Regions from separate parts of the Sus scrofa genome. Here regions 2 and 3 are each linked to region 1. Evidence: chromatin contacts called from public Hi-C and promoter capture Hi-C data. All regions are on one chromosome and are shown on one strand. The core of a region is the stretch at or near the end of the contact, and the rest is flanking DNA. Distances in the headings are between cores, read along the strand shown. Region 1 holds the start of THUMPD3 (THUMP domain-containing protein 3). Region 2 holds the start of TATDN2 (putative deoxyribonuclease TATDN2). Region 3 holds the start of BRK1 (protein BRICK1).

Region 1 (3,060 bases), core at 222-2,721:
CTATATAATTTGCCCATTATAGACATTTCATACAAAAGGAATCACATATGTGGTCTTTATGGACTTTTTTTCACTTTGCAAGTTTTCAAGACTCGTCCATGTTGTAGCATGCTTCAGTACTTCACTTTTTTAATGACCAAATAATACTGTATTGTATGATTGTGTGGTGGATATACCACTTTTGTTTATCTATTCATCAGCTAAGGACATTAGGATTATTTCCAATGCTCAATGCTGCTGGGCACATTCATGTCTAAGTTTTTGTTTGAACATCTGCTTTCAGTTCTCTTGGGTATACCTACCAGGAGAAATGCTGAGTCATATGACAATACTATTTTTTTTTTTTTTTTTTTTGTCTTTTTGCTATTTCTTTGGGCCACTCCCGCGGCATATGGAGCTTCCCAGGCTAGGGGTCGAATCGGAGCTGTAGCCCCCAGCCTATGCCAGAGCCACAGCAACACAGGATCCAAGCCGCGTCTGCAACCTACACCACAGCTCAGGGCAACGCCGGATCGTTAACCCACTGAGCAAGGGCAGGGACCAAACCCGAAACCTCATGGTTCCTAGTCGGATTCGTTAACCACTGCGCCACGACGGGAACTCCTTTTTTTTTTTTTTTTTTTTTTTTCTCGACAATACTCTTTAACTTTTTTGAGGGAAGTACAAACTGTTCTCCAAAGTGGCTGTACCATTTTTCATTCCCACCGGCAATGCCTAAGTGCTCCAATCCACCACATTCTTACTGAAACTTGGAACTGCCTATTTTGAAAAAAACTTTTAGGAGTTCCTGTTGTGGCTTAGCAGAAACAAATCTGACTAGTATCCATGAGGAGATGGGTTCAATCCCTGGCCTCACTCAGTGGGTTAAGGACCCAGCATTGCCATGAATTGTGGTGTAGGTGGCAGGTGAGGCTCAGATCTGGCATTGCTGTGACTGTGGTGTAGACCAGGGACTACAGCTCTGATTTGAACCCTAGCCTGGGAACCTCCATGCACCACAGGTATGGCCCTAAAAAGACCACAAAAAAAAGAAAGAAAAGAAAAAAACTTTTAACCAAATAGGTATTTTACCGTAGCTTTACTTTGCATTTTCCTAATTACTAGTGATATTGATCATCGTTCCACGTGATTATTTACCATATGTGTATCATCTTTAGAGAAATATTCAAGCCTCTGCCCATTTTTAAACTGGGTTATCTTTACATTGTTGAACTGTAAAAATGCCCTTCTAAAATCATTTAAGTTGAAGATATGTATGACGAAATAAAATTTATATTTTAAGGCAGGACAAGGAAAAAATTAAAGGCAAAATTCTGTTTGGCCTCCTCCCTCGCTCATGTGCTTTACACATTAACCAGAGCTACTCAAAGATGGAAGTGCCTGCTTACAGCAAAGATCAATTTTTTTTTTCTTCTAACCCCAGCAATGTAACTTCTTAAAAGAATAGTGTACTTTCTCATCTCTGAAAGAGGTTATGGTGACTTGTTGCTTACCTGGACTATGTATCCTTGGTGAACTTTATAAAAAATATCAGTATGTCATTTTGATGTATGATTCCTTGTCTAAAAAATATATATGACAAGACTCCCCCCACCCCATCGTGACTGAGTGGTTAAAGATCCCGACTAGTATCCACGAAGACTCAGGTTCAATTTCCGGCCTCGCTCTGTGGGTTAAGGATCCGATGCTGCCATAAACTGTGGTGCAGGTTGAGGACTCAACTTGCATCTGGCGTTGCTGTGGCTGTGGTGTAGGCCGGCAGCTGTAGCTCCAATTCCATCCCCAGCCTGGGAACTTCCATATGCCGGTGGGTACGGCCCCAAAAAAGACAAACAAAAACAAGACAAAAAACGTATATGGCTATGCCTTCCGAGGCAAAACGATTCTCAGGGTTTTCAGAGAAATCTCCTTCCAGGGTTATAATCCTCAGTTTGGCTTAAATAAAATTCTCTTTTAAAATTCTTGGCAGTTAACCTTCCTCAAGTATTTAAAGAAAAATACTAAGTAAACAATAGTAACATACGTTAGGTAACATGTTACTTTGGGGGCAAAACATTTAGCCTCTGTGAGACTCAGGTTCGCCGGCTTTAAAACAGAGTGGCCCCTGCTTGAAAGTTGCTGGAACAAATGAATTTACGTGTGTGAAGCGCTTACTCGGAACCAGCGGGATAAACACTAACATCGACCACTACCACAACTGACGACGAGGCCAACGGCGTTCCAGATTCTGCCTGCAGGGAGTCCTGCCCGCAACTGCAGGAGCGGACCACCACCTACCGAAGTCCACCCTGCAAACAAACGCTCTTCCTCCCGACGTGCACCAGAGCCCGCCCCCAGGTTGGTGCCGCTATGGCCGTGCCACTCGACTTCCGTTTCCGGGGCGCCGAGGCAGTTTCCGGCGGCGTGACCTGAGCGCGTCGGGCAGCGTGGTCCCGGAGCCGGAAGGGTCAGCGCAGGCGGCTGGTAAACGGGCGGTGGGTGGGAGTGGCCGGGTAGGGTACCAATGACCCTTGGGAGGGAGAGTCAACCGTCCTCTTGAGACCCTGGCTGTCGACGGGTGCACTTCAGCCCGATCCACGGCGGAGCCCTTCTCACTCCCTTTTACTGGGTTTCATCAGCTCCCCGGGTTTCCTGTGATTTGGGCCCTGGGGGTGGGTGTCGGGAAACGTGGGTTTCATTCCAGCCGGCGCTACTGGTTAGCTCTCTGATCTTGGTAGGTCTTTCCGTGAGCTTCATCTGCCTTATTTGGAAGATAGAAGTCGTATCACTGATTGTGCGCTCCTTAATGGCGGGGACTGAATGTTATTTGTGTTAGACACCGTGTCCTGTCCCAGATTCAGAACAAGGACAGTGTAGGTACTCTGCGCCTACTTAAGTTGTTTTGATTCACAAAATCTTTGAACATCTGTTGAGAGCTTTTGATCTCCACTCCCAGCTTTCTAGACCCTTATACTCCACCTCGTCCCTTATCCTACCAAATGCTCAGGTAAAGGAAATTTGGCTTACTGTTCACATCTCTCTTGATGCCCATCTTTGGATCCCAGGGTCTGGACTCTTCTA
Region 2 (3,060 bases), core at 259-2,758, 700 kb after region 1:
GTAGGTTGCAGACATGGCTCTCATCTGGTGAGGCTGTGGTGGCTGTGGTAGGCCAGTGGCTACGGCTCCAACTGGACCCCTAGCCTGGGAACCTCCATATGCCATGGGGGTGGCCCTAAAAAGACAAAAAAAAGGACTGATGCATACTACATGGGTGAATCTTGAAAAGATAATGCTAAGAAGCCAATTATATATAATTCCATTTTTATGAAATGTCTAGAACAGTCAAAGCCATGGAGATAAACCAAGTGTGTGTGTGTACTTGGGGGTGGGTGTGAGTTGCTTTCTGGAGGGGAGTGGTAATGAAAACAAGATTTTAGGGTAACGAAATGTTCTAAAATTAGATTACAGTACTGGTTGGACAACTCTGATTACATAAAATTACCCATAGAATTATATATCAGTGAACTTCATGCTATGTAAATTGCATCTCAGTAAAGCTGTTAGAAATACAAATACACAGTGGTTACTCTGACATATTTAATAATTTTTTTATCTTAAGGCTCCGCTTCTCTCTCATTTATTATATATATATTTTTTTTCTTTTTTTCTACAGATATTTTCACTCATGCTCTGGATCCTGTGTTTTTTCACATCTTCTTCAACAGTACTTTTGGATTACTTCATTCTTTTTGCCGGGTATTCTTTTGTATGGGTATTCTGTAATTTATGTGACTAGCCTCACTCACCGGATACTGTTTTCATTCTTGCTACTACAGGGCCGCCTTCCAAAATGTTACACCAATTTACCGTCAATTGGTGATATATGGGGGCACTTTGCCCCACATCCTTAGCTACAAATGATATTCTCATGCTTTTTGATCATTGCTAATCTAATGAGTGAAAACAATTTTATTTGCACTTTTTAAATGAGCCATTTTTTCATGTTAGCCTTGGTGATTTGTTTCTGTTCATCGGGTCATTTCCTTCGCCCACTAAATTATCTTCTTGCCAGAGTTTTAGCGTAGTTTAGGACATCAGTCCTTTGTCATGTGTTGCCAATATTTTTCCAAGTTTGTATGTTGTCTTTTAACTTTGTCTTTTTTTTTTTTTTTTTTGCGAGGGGTAGCTTTCTCCCTCTCTCTCGGCTTCTAATTTCTAATTCCAATTCTTTCATTTTCCGGGTTTGTCACTTGGTCTCTGAGCCAGTTTCCTCCTGTGTAAATGGGCTGATGAGGTTGGTGTCGGTTCACGAGCGCATCCAGATCAGAATGCGTCCGGCTAAGCGGAGGGAAAGCGTTGAGCAGCAGAGAGCCGCAATCTGAGAACCCGGGATCGCCAACGCCCCCTACCTCCATCGCTGGCAGACCTGAGACACTGCGGCCCAGCCTCAGCTTCGCGCTCTTACAGCACACGTGAGTGGCCCTGCCGGGTCTAGCGTCCAACCAATGAATGAGCTTCGTAAGGCGTAGGGCCCCGCCTCCCAGCCTCCTGACCAGCAGGCAAGCTCCGTCTTGCTTGGAGTCCCGCCTCTTTCCATTTGAGCAATGGGCGTTCTTCGTTCAGCGCAAGACCCGCCCCCGTCGCACGCCGGAGCTGCGAGCCGTAGGGCTCGTTCCGGGAGGCGGACGCAGCGAAGGCTAGTGTGGTCCGAGCTCCGGAGAAGCAAGGCCAGCCCCGCGGGGCTAAGGCTGTCAGCGAGCAGGCGGCCGGTGCGAAACCTCAGGGCCGTGGGGGGGGGGTGCGGGGTCGACGTCTGGGCCGCTGCAGCAGGGACCAAAGGCGGGGCGGGGCGGGCCCAGGGGCGCCCTAAGCAGGCGGACTGGTACGCCGCCGGCTTCTGAAGGGCGGCTCAACCCCTTGCGGCCCGGGGCTGGTCGGCGGGGCCGCGGGGGCAGGGCGGACTGCACGCCGGGTCCCGCCCTGCTCTGCGGCCCGTGCTCGGCGTTCCGGGCCTCCGGGCCGCGCGCCCGACTAGGGACTGCGGGTCTGGCCTCCAGGTGTGGATCTAACAGCTCCCTGTGGCCTTTCGGAGAGCTCTGACACCTTTGAAAGGCTTTGTATCGCCAGCTCCATCGTAGTCCCGGAAACGCTTTGACATCTGCAAAGTAGCTCTGTGCAAACTGAAGCGCTTGGTAATCGCGGAAGCACGTTGTGGGCTTGGAAACCGAATCGAACGAAGCCTTTGGTAAATCCTGGGATCATTTGGAATTCTCTGAAGCGCTTTGGAATCGCACACATTCGAAGCGCTTTGGCATCTCTGAAGCCTTGAACTGTGATGGGCAGTGGAAAGAAGGGGGAAAGGTCAGTGAGGCCAGACCCTGGCTCTGACAAATTGGCTTGCCCTACCCCAGGGGATCCTGGGATGGCGGGAGTCTGAGGAGCGGCTGCCAGCAGGCCTGGTGGTGGACTCCAGCCCCCTCTTTACCTTGCAGGTGCCCATGGCGTCGGAGCGGCGCAAGGTCAAGTACCACTGGAGCAGCACTTCGGAGCGGAGTTCCCGCAAGCGCAGCTGCCTCCGGGAGCCCAGTGATGTGGCCCCCTCCAGCCGGCCAACTCACAGCTCTGCAGCGCGTTCTGGAGGGGCCAGCAGCCCCAAGCGCCTGAAAGCCCAGAAGGAGGAAGATGTGGCCTGCTCGCCGAGGTTGTCCTGGGGCTCATCCCGCCGCAGAAGTTCCTCTCTTCTTCCTCCTCCCATTCCTCTGGCCCAGGTGTGGGTGGGGCCGCCTCCAAGGGAGGCCTGATTCGGAGCTCACAGGGGTTCCTTTCGTCAGGGGACTCCCCTGGCAAACCCTCTCTAGAAGAAATGGCTTCTCTAGAGGAGGAAACCTGCAGCCTTAAGGTAAGTGGCCTCAACGCCTAGCAAACGTTGAAGCTCTTTCCGCTTGGCTTGATATGTCGGGGGTGGGACTTTTTTTTGTTTGTTTGTTTTTGTTTTTGGTGAAAGGATACCAAAAAAAGATCTTGTCTCTTACGGTCTTGGGGTCTTCCCAGAGGTTGAAGCGCAGACTGCAAGACCAGGGGATGGCCTAAATACCGTGAAGAGATGGTTTGCAAACTTGGCAGCACTTTGGTACTATAAAATTCTTGTGCCTTTCTACCCTTGATCCAATTATGTTG
Region 3 (3,060 bases), core at 405-2,904, 590 kb after region 1:
ATATTTCACCCACTGAGCGAGGACAGGAATCAAACCTGTATCCTTATGGATACTAGTCGGGTTTGTTACTGCTGAGCCACAATGGGAACTCCTTTATTTTCTCTTGAATCAGAGACAAAAGTTTTTATTGTGCAGTTGAGTTTTTTTTAATGAAAGTCTGCAAAGCAAAATTATATGATTAAAAATTGTTAGACAATGGTTCATCATGCTGTACAGTAGAAAAAATGACAGAACTCTGTAAACCAGCTATAATGGAAAAAATATCATTATATAAAATAAAGACAGTTCCCATCGTGGCGCAGTGGTTAACGAATCCGACTAGGAACCATGAGGTTGCGGCTTCGGTTCTTGGCCTCGCTCAGTGGGTTAACAATCCGGTGTTGCTGTGAGCTGTGGTGTAGGTTGCAGACGCCGCTCGGATCCCATGTTGCTGTGGCACTGGCGTAGGCTGGCAGCTACAGCTCGGATTCGACCGCTAGCCTCGTGAACCTCCATATGCCGTGGGAGCGACCCAAGAAATGGCAGAAAGACTAAATAAATAAAGACAAAATATTTTTTAAAATTGTTAAAAAAGAAAAAGAAAAAGGAATTCCCATCGTGGCACATTAGAAACGAATCCGACTAGGAACCATGAAGTTTCGGGTTAGATCCCTGGCCTTGCTCACCGGGTCAAGGATCCATTGTTGCCGTGAGCTGTGGTGTAGGTTTGCAGACGCTGCTTTGATCTGGCATTGCTGTGGCATAGGCTGGCAGCTACAGCTCTGATTAGACCCCCTAGTCTGGAAACCTCCATATGCCAGGGGTGCGGGCTCCCCCACCAAAAAAAAAGAAAAGAAAAAATTTTGTATTTTGTTTTCTTCTTCACTTTAGCATGTGTGTTCTGTTGCCATAATTGACATTTAAATGACCTCATAATATTGCTCTAAGTGACTATACTGATATTTAGCCATTCCCCAACAGTTGAGATTTGTTTTTTTAAATGAATGATGCCTTTAAGAACATTGTGCTCAAAGTGTTTTCTCTTTTCCAATGAGCTCTTCTTTTTTGTCTTTTTTGGGCCGCATCCCAAGGCATGTGGACTTCCCAGGCTAGGGGTCGAATCAAAGCTGTAAGCTGCCAGCCTGGACCACAGCCATCAGATCAAAGACTCTGCAGCTCTATCTAACCCACTGAGCTAGTGCCAGGGATGGAATCCACGTCATGGATACTAGTCATGTTCCTTACGGCTGAGCCACAACGGGAACTCCACCAATGACTTTATTAAATTTCCTTCTGAATAGATCTTGCCAGCTTACAGTATGACCAGCTATTTACTAATTTTCCCATTTCCCTTCAGCCAGCCTCTTCATCTCTAAGTATTATAGTTTAAAAAAATAACCTTTTGTTCATTTGATAAATGCAAGGTGGGCATCATGTGTTGTTAAAAGGCATTTTTGAAATGACTTGTGTTTTCTGTGGTTTAATTGGCATTGCCCAGCTTATTGTGGTCAGAGATCTCAGTTTGGAGCGCCTGAAGTTAGGGTTGATGCGGGCTCACGCGCCCCCTAACGACCAAAACTGCCAGTGACTGAGGGGGGACGGGGGGGGCTCTGAGTGCGTGCGCACTCCATTCTCCAAGCCGGTTTTGCGGCCACCGTTTTCCGGGGTGTGGGAGAAGAGCGAAGACGCTGGCGGGGACTTGACAATGCGCAGGCGCATCACGAAGCCTGTGGATTTGTGGCCAACCGAGCATGGGCGTGGGCTGGCTGCGTCGGCGCACTGGAGGCCTGGAGGGTCGAGGCGCGTGCGCAGTCGCGCTTCCTTCAGCTGCAGCCATGGCAGGCCAAGAGGATCCCGTGCAGCGGGAGATTCACCAGGATTGGGCGAACCGGGAGTACATTGAAGTCATCACCAGCAGCATCAAGAAAATCGCAGACTTTCTCAACTCGTTTGGTCAGCGGGCGAGCAGGGGGAGGCAGGGAGGAGGGGGGCCCGCCTAGGGAGGGCGCTGAGAAGCTTTGACGCGGGTTCTGGGAGCCGTGGGCTCCTGCTGGTGTTTGCTTCCGCCTTCAGGCCGCACTTTTCCCCTCTCGCTCTGACCCCCGGCCTCCACTGATCATTCCCTGTGGGGTTATCCTGCCCCACGCTGAGCTCATCGGCTTCATTGCCTTCCCCCCGCATCCAGTAACAAGTCCGTTCCTTTCCCGGACGTGTCAGACAGCCCCATCCATCGCCTGAATCTTTCCTTCTCTTCAGGCGTCTCCCTTCTTTTGTGCTTCGTTTCAGTCGTCACTTGGTGCTCAGAGAGCGCTGTCCAGAAGCCCTTTAGCGTCGAGCCTGTTAGTCGCCCCTCCTGTCGGTCCTTTCCTGTCTCGGCGTGTGCTGTGCAGAGTGGTAGATGAGAGCGGAGGAGGGCCCACATCGCGTCCGGCCAGGGACATCTCTGCATCGCTAGTATCTAGACCACAGTGGGTGTTGTCTGCTTCTAGCAAAATCTTTCCTTGGCATGACCTGTCCGTGACAGTCTTAAAGTTCCTTCCGCGTTGTTTCCTATCCTTGTGCTACACCCTGCAGCAGAGACTCCTGACTCTTGTTCTCCGAGTGTTACTTTGAAAGAACCGGGCACTGGGTAAACTTTTTATGTCATCACAAGGTGTGGGGATGACATCTAGTGATCTTTTTCCAGTTGTGCTTCTGGCCCACTAATTCAGCAACATTAAGCGATTAAGTAGGGGAAACTGATAAATTTAAAAAGACTTAAAAAGGAATTATTTTCTTGCTAAGAGAAGTCCAAAGGAGTGTATAAAGGTGACAGCAAGAGATTTGTCCAAAAGCATCAGCAAGACAAACTAGATCTGAGTACAAGGCTCTTTCTCAGTCTCTGTGGGGAAGACAGAATAAGAACCATTTCCTACAATTAAGTGATTTCTATTTTGAAGATGAAATAATGACATCAGAGCAAAGCAGAACATTGTTTCTGATTTAATATATTTACATATAGGAATTCCCCTTGTTGCTCGGCAGTAACAAACCTGACTAGTATCCATGAGGACCTGTGTTTGATTCTTGGCCACACTCAGT

What was found. Promoter capture Hi-C pulls out the DNA fragments that hold promoters and counts their contacts. A called contact is a pair of places that touch in the nucleus more often than the background predicts.
Region 2: a contact with region 1 is called in a promoter capture Hi-C map of fetal liver, with 4 times the contacts expected there. The contact joins the promoter of TATDN2 here to the promoter of THUMPD3 in region 1. A contact is called at or near these places in 1 of 5 promoter capture datasets (fetal liver) and 1 of 47 Hi-C or Micro-C datasets (retroperitoneal adipose tissue).
Region 3: a contact with region 1 is called in a Hi-C map of alveolar macrophages, with 3 times the contacts expected there. The contact joins the promoter of BRK1 here to the promoter of THUMPD3 in region 1. A contact is called at or near these places in 2 of 5 promoter capture datasets (fetal skeletal muscle and liver) and 7 of 47 Hi-C or Micro-C datasets (alveolar macrophages, fetal skeletal muscle, heart right ventricle and 3 more).

What each region holds. Positions count from the first base shown.
Region 1 is chr13:65,719,085-65,722,144 of Sscrofa11.1, forward strand. THUMPD3 (THUMP domain-containing protein 3) reads left to right here and starts at 1,472. Exons shown (of 11, transcript XR_002338099.1): 1 at 1,472-2,463. The region is part of intron 1 of SRGAP3 (SLIT-ROBO Rho GTPase-activating protein 3); the gene reads right to left.
Region 2 is chr13:66,419,964-66,423,023 of Sscrofa11.1, forward strand. TATDN2 (putative deoxyribonuclease TATDN2) reads left to right here and starts at 1,509. Exons shown (of 9, transcript XM_003132363.6): 1 at 1,509-2,244; 2 at 2,376-2,616; 3 at 2,619-2,782. The coding sequence starts at 2,382.
Region 3 is chr13:66,313,784-66,316,843 of Sscrofa11.1, forward strand. It overlaps BRK1 (protein BRICK1), which reads left to right and starts at 1,655. Exons shown (of 3, transcript XM_003132361.5): 1 at 1,655-1,932. The coding sequence starts at 1,731.